Linked DNA regions of Sus scrofa: region 1 is linked to region 2. Evidence: chromatin contacts called from public HiChIP or PLAC-seq data. All regions are on one chromosome and are shown on one strand. Each heading gives the region's core, a stretch centred on a gene start, on an enhancer-like site or on the middle of the called end of the contact. The rest is flanking DNA. Distances are from core to core; before and after follow the strand shown.

The links. HiChIP or PLAC-seq counts read pairs in DNA pulled down with a chosen protein or histone mark.
Region 1: an H3K27ac HiChIP or PLAC-seq map of alveolar macrophages shows a contact between it and region 2. The contact joins two enhancer-like sites. A contact is called at or near these places in 1 of 47 Hi-C or Micro-C datasets (embryonic fibroblasts) and 1 of 2 datasets of contacts at active chromatin or transcription factors (alveolar macrophages).

The regions. Positions count from the first base shown.
Region 1 is chr13:25,817,792-25,820,491 of Sscrofa11.1, forward strand. All of the region lies in intron 1 of TRAK1 (trafficking kinesin-binding protein 1), which reads left to right. Among named protein-coding and RNA genes, the nearest start is that of TRAK1, 46 kb to the left of the region's middle. Within about 2 kb of position 1,265, at least 41 of the 83 cell types and tissues checked have an H3K27ac peak or open chromatin away from gene starts, as enhancers often do. A contact at or near this core is called in alveolar macrophages, where this site is marked.
Region 2 is chr13:25,026,909-25,029,608 of Sscrofa11.1, forward strand. No RefSeq gene overlaps it. Among named protein-coding and RNA genes, the nearest start is that of CTNNB1, 140 kb to the right of the region's middle. Within about 2 kb of position 1,428, at least 39 of the 83 cell types and tissues checked have an H3K27ac peak or open chromatin away from gene starts, as enhancers often do. A contact at or near this core is called in alveolar macrophages, where this site is marked.

The DNA.
Region 1 (2,700 bases), core at 15-2,514, 790 kb after region 2:
AGGGATTGAACCCACAACCTCATGGTTCCTAGTTGGATTCATTAACCGCTGAGCCATTACGGGAACTCCGACAATGGATTTTTAGATGTGGAACCATCCTTATGTACCTGGAATAGGTCCCATGGTGTCTGTACATGTGTGTGTGTGTTTTAATGTGGTAGCAGATGTTGTTGCTTATGTCACATTAAGTTTTTTTGTTGCTGTTCGTGAGATTAGGCTTTACTTTTTTTTTTTTTTGTGCTGTATTTATCTGTTTTAGGTGTCAGTATTATATTTACTTCATGAAAAGAAATGGACTTTTTTTTTTCCCCGTTTCCTATGCTCTAGAATAATTTAAGTGTAATTAGAATTATCTAGTCTTTGAAGGTCTAACAGAATTCTCCTATGAAATTCTGATTGTAATATAGTAGAATTTGTTGGAGAAAATTCTCATTATGTGAAGTTTAAGGATTTCTTAATAGAAAACTTTTTAAGTTGGGTTATATGTCACGATTATAAGTATAAACAATAAGCTAGTCAGAGCTTTATCTTAAATCAACCCCCCTTTCCAAAGAGTCTTTAATTGGAATTTTGCAAAATGACCCTGATATAAAAAAAGAGGACCTGCCTAGACTGGACTTATTCTGTATTAGTGGAAGCAAAACTATTCCAGAATGTTGCCCTTTTTTCTATATAACATGCTAATAGATAACACAAAGGGATAACCCAGGTGGATAAGACAAAGGGATGAGACCAACTGGGTACCAGATGCTAGGACTGTGGCAAATTGGAGGGCAACTGCTTTCTAGCTCCTGCCCAAGTATTATTTTTCAGTAATATCTTAGGAATGTGAGTCTGAAGTTGCCAGATCTCCAAATTTATCAAGAGGGGCTGAGAAATCCAGATTTTTTTTTAAATCTGAAAACTTAGGATTTTTAAGAATTGCCAGTAAGTTCAAAAATTAAAAAAAAAAAAAAAAACTGTTGGCAAAACATAACACAGTTGAAAAAATGTGACCCCATTAGTTCCCCTGAGGCCCTGTGGGTGGTGTAGTTTTGACGCTGTGGGCAAGCTGTCTTTGCTGGGTCTGCCAATCACCTTTCACTTGTGAATTGAAGTTGGGAGGTGTGTAAGACCCACCAAAGCAGTGGAGGGACATGGTTTTTCTGTGTTGGAAAGATGTTGGAGAGAGAAAGCGATGGCCCAGCTTTGCTAAATAAAGCTGCCTGTCTTGGTTCCTCTGAGCAAGGTCATCGACAGGAAGTGGTGCCTCTGCAGGGCCTCCCACTGTTGGCACCCTCGGGGTGGTGGCTGGCAGGGACCAGTGAGCGCCAGCCCTCTTTTGCTTGGGGATGACTAGGTCCCCCTGCCCCCCGCCATCCACTTCCTAGCTGGTGTGTTTCCTCCTTTCACTTCCTGTCCTGCTGTGGCCTTTGTGCCTCGTGCTTATCATGGCCCCTCACCCAAGGGAGATCCTGCCATCCCAGAAGTTCTGTGACTGAGGCCCAGCTGTCAGTATTGGCTCAGTGTGTACATGGCTGTTTTGACCAGTTCCCTAGTAACAGCCCCGCTAATGTCAGTCAGAAAGACTAATTAGGTGCTTTTTTTCTGGGGGAAAATATGCTTCCTTCATCCCCTTGGTGGCTCTATTCTCTGACCTCACTGCTTCCTGGGATATTCTTATCTAGAGACTTGGGGCTTCTGCTCTCAATACCACACATTCCTAATTATTTCTGCTACTTCACAATTAATTCCAAGGTCTGCTTTGGATTACTTACCGAAAGTGATGATAAAAATTGAACTAAGATTTCCCATTCCTTTCTCGTCTTTTCAAGATGCCTGCTTTACCGCTTTGTAGAGAATTTCTTCTTTGCCATCAAGCTGGGTTAAGTCTAGAATCTGACGACTTTGAATGTGGGCCGAGTGAAACCCACTTGCCTCTTGGGGGATTATTGAGAATTAGTAGAATCAGGAACGGGACCCTTTTTTTTTTTTTTTCCCACGCATGTGCCTGCAGTATGAATTGTTAGCTGAAGGAACTTTTACATGGTACAGTTTGTCTGGAGAATTAAGAATTTAAGGGCCTCATTTAATGATTATGGTAAAGCACATTTTATTGAAAAGAAAAATATTTGTAGCTAAGCCTCTGTGTCGAAGCTGAGATGTTTCTTCTCCCTTGATCCTACAGTGAAGTCAGTATACAGTGACAACGTCTGTTTCCATGGCTGCGGAATCTGTTTTCAAAAACACAAGGCCATGATTGCACTGATGGTCAGTGCTCATTGAGAAGGCGATATGGAAATGCAGCTTTCTTCAAAACACAATTTAAAACAAGAACTTCCGGTCCTTCTTTGATGCGTAGATGAGATCCCGCCTTTCAATTTTGTGGGTTAATTTCAGAGGCTGACTTCGAAATGATCTTTTGTCATTCAGGAAGCCCCTGAGATATTTCCTTCTCATGTCCTAATATAACAGATGGCTCAGTGGAAATCCATTGTTTTTCACAGACACTGCAGTTGTATAGTTGTGGTTAAGACAGGACCCTTGGCTTGGTTGTCTTGAGTAGGTTTGAGCATAGCGGGCGAGTCATTGAATTCATTCTACACTTGAGCTTTCACAGTGTTCCAGGCACAACAGTGAACAAAACAGACAGAAATGAATATTTTATTCGGTTTCTGCCCATATCATATGAGGCATGGAATATAAATTGTGTGTGCTTGG
Region 2 (2,700 bases), core at 178-2,677:
TCTTAGAGTATAGTGAGCCCTTTCACCAACACGGTTCAGCCAACCGATGACTCAGCCAAGGCTACAAAACTCCCAGCTTAGAGGGTGCGGCTTGCAGGGGCCTAAGGAGAATCACTGTGCAGTCGTGCTCAGAACAAGGTGCACCTACAAGAGAATTCGCAACAGGAAGAGGTGCAGTGTGGCCAGAGGGTAGAAAGCCTCTTGCCACTTGGAGAAGTTGTCCAGTGGACCTGCTGTCACACTTTCACACCTCTGCATTCTTGTTGGACTGCATATTGTCATTCTTCCCCTACCCGAGGGCTGTTCCATGCACAGGATGAGAAGGGGGGCCTATAGGCACTGGTTCTCATCTCCACAGGTGGAGGGTGGTTCCTGGTGTCACCCCCTCACTTCCAGGCTATGCTTGGTGAGGGCTCCCATCTGCACAGCTGGCTCTGTGGCAGGGAAATGGGGAGATTTGCCTCATGTTGGAGCTGGACATCCTCACATGAGCCCACACTGAACTTCCAGCAGAGCTGCAGCCACAGTCATAGGTGGGCTGAGGAGATGTGTCACAGGGTGCCCAAAACATTGGCCACCAGCACTGGCCATCTGCATCTGCTGTCCCCCTGTGCCTGTGGGTGCACCGCTCACAAATGGGCCATCCCAAAAAGTGAGGGGTGAGTCCAGCCCAAAGGACACTGGTAGCTGCCTTTCTCAGGGCTCTTTAAGAAAGGGACCACCTTCCTCTATCCTCCTTCCCCCCACTACTTTTGTCTGCATCCCCCCTCTTACAGAGCACTCCCATGTGACTGAGAGGTGTTGCCAAGGTCAGCAGGCTCAGCTCTGCTGTATACAAGAGCATCCTAGGTGACCACCAAGAATGTGGCAGAGAAATCTCTGACCTCACCTAGGATGTCTCTCCTTCCCCCCTCACCCAATTTGTTCACACCTGGCCCTGGGTCAGGACAATCCTGGGGCTGAGCTCAGTGCCCCTGTGTGTCCCCAGCCAGCGAACGTTTCACATGTGTCACTGTGCATGCACTGGTCCATCACCGCCCCCACTCCCGTGTACCAGTGGCAGCTTGCTGAGCATCACCTTACATCTCATTTCTATGCCTAAGACCTAGTGTTGTGCCTGGGACACGTGGGTTTTCTGCAAACCCTTGTGGAGGGAAAGAGGGAAGGAGGAAAACTCCGTTGCTAGGAGATTAAAATGACTCACTTGTAGCACAGTTGCCAAAGATAAGTCATCTGACCCATGTGGGGAATTCCCAGAACTAACCATTTAAAGCAATTCTCAGCTGAAATCCATTGCAAAATACAGTCCTGAGTTAGGCACATACTTTTGCCTTTATTATTTTTTAAGAAAAAGATGCTCCAAGAGCCATTGTGACTCAGACCTCCAGGTGACTTGGCTGTGGTTTCCTATGAGTCAGGCCTACCAGACAGTCGAGGACAGAGGTGAACAGGAAACAGGCCGAGAAAAGTGAGAGAACAACAGAGAGAGTCAACACAGACGTCGAGGAGACTTCCGGCAGCTCTCTCAGGCCAAAGGGCACCCAGAGCCAGAACTCCAGACACTCACAGACGAGGAGGTGCAGCTGACACCGCTTCAGCTAGAAGCCTCCCCTCAGGCAGCCCTCCAGGAAGATGGGTTGTACAGGTCCTGGGGTGATGGCTGCTTCAAGTGTGCTGCTTCTCTTATTTATCTGTCTGGGTTAAGAGAAAAAAACAGAAGTGATACTTTCAGCATCTGCAGATTTTCCCTCCCCACTCTGTGCCCTGCATCCTTTCTCCCTACTCTGACACAGGAACAATCCTGATGTTCACCGAACATGAACCAGTTGATGTCCCTCTGTGAATGGAAAGAAAGAAAAAGAAGCATTGACTGCTTCTCCTTGAAAGTGCAGAAGCACAAAGACATAAGGCAACTTGGAACAGAAGAAGCTGTCCCAACCCTGTGTTCCTGCTGAGCCCCCAGCAGCCACCCGCTTATGTGACCGGCCCTCAGGATGTGTGCCATCTAACACAACCAAGCAAGCAGAAATATAAGAGACTCTAGTTATACAAATTGCCGAGCATAGTGCACAGGAAATAACGTATCACCTCTGTAATTCTCTTTACGGTGTACAAAGCACTTTCCCCACATGTCCCAGAGTCTAACAACAACCTTGAAATTATCTTTACTATTTACAGACGCAGAAACTGAGACCCAGGAGGTTAAGTGACATGTCCTAATTCACACAGCTATTATCAGGTGGATCCTGGCATTGAACTCATGCTGCCTGAGCCCAAGACAAGTGCTGTTCCCTGAATCCTGCAGCAAATTCCCAGAGCCTTCCTTACCTCTGTCTCTTGAGCAGAGGTGTTTATACCTCAATCTCAACATGCCAATGACAATAGCAGGTAATACGAAACCTGGAGCTGCATCTAAAAAGACAGTCTGGTTCTGATAATTCTGTTCAACATTTAGAAGAAAGAGAGTGAACATTTTAGGTGAATGCATAAAAGAAGCTAGAGAGAACTTTGAGGTAGTTGAGTACTGCATAAAGGTCATTGAACATACAGTGCTAAAATTGGGAGAAGAAAGTTCAGGAAGGAAGTTGAGGGTTCTGCCAGAGCTGGAAAGAAACCAGGACAAAAGATACAAGGATCTACAAGTGGAGGACCCAGCAGATACTACACACAAAACTCCAGGCACTGCACTGGGAACTCAGC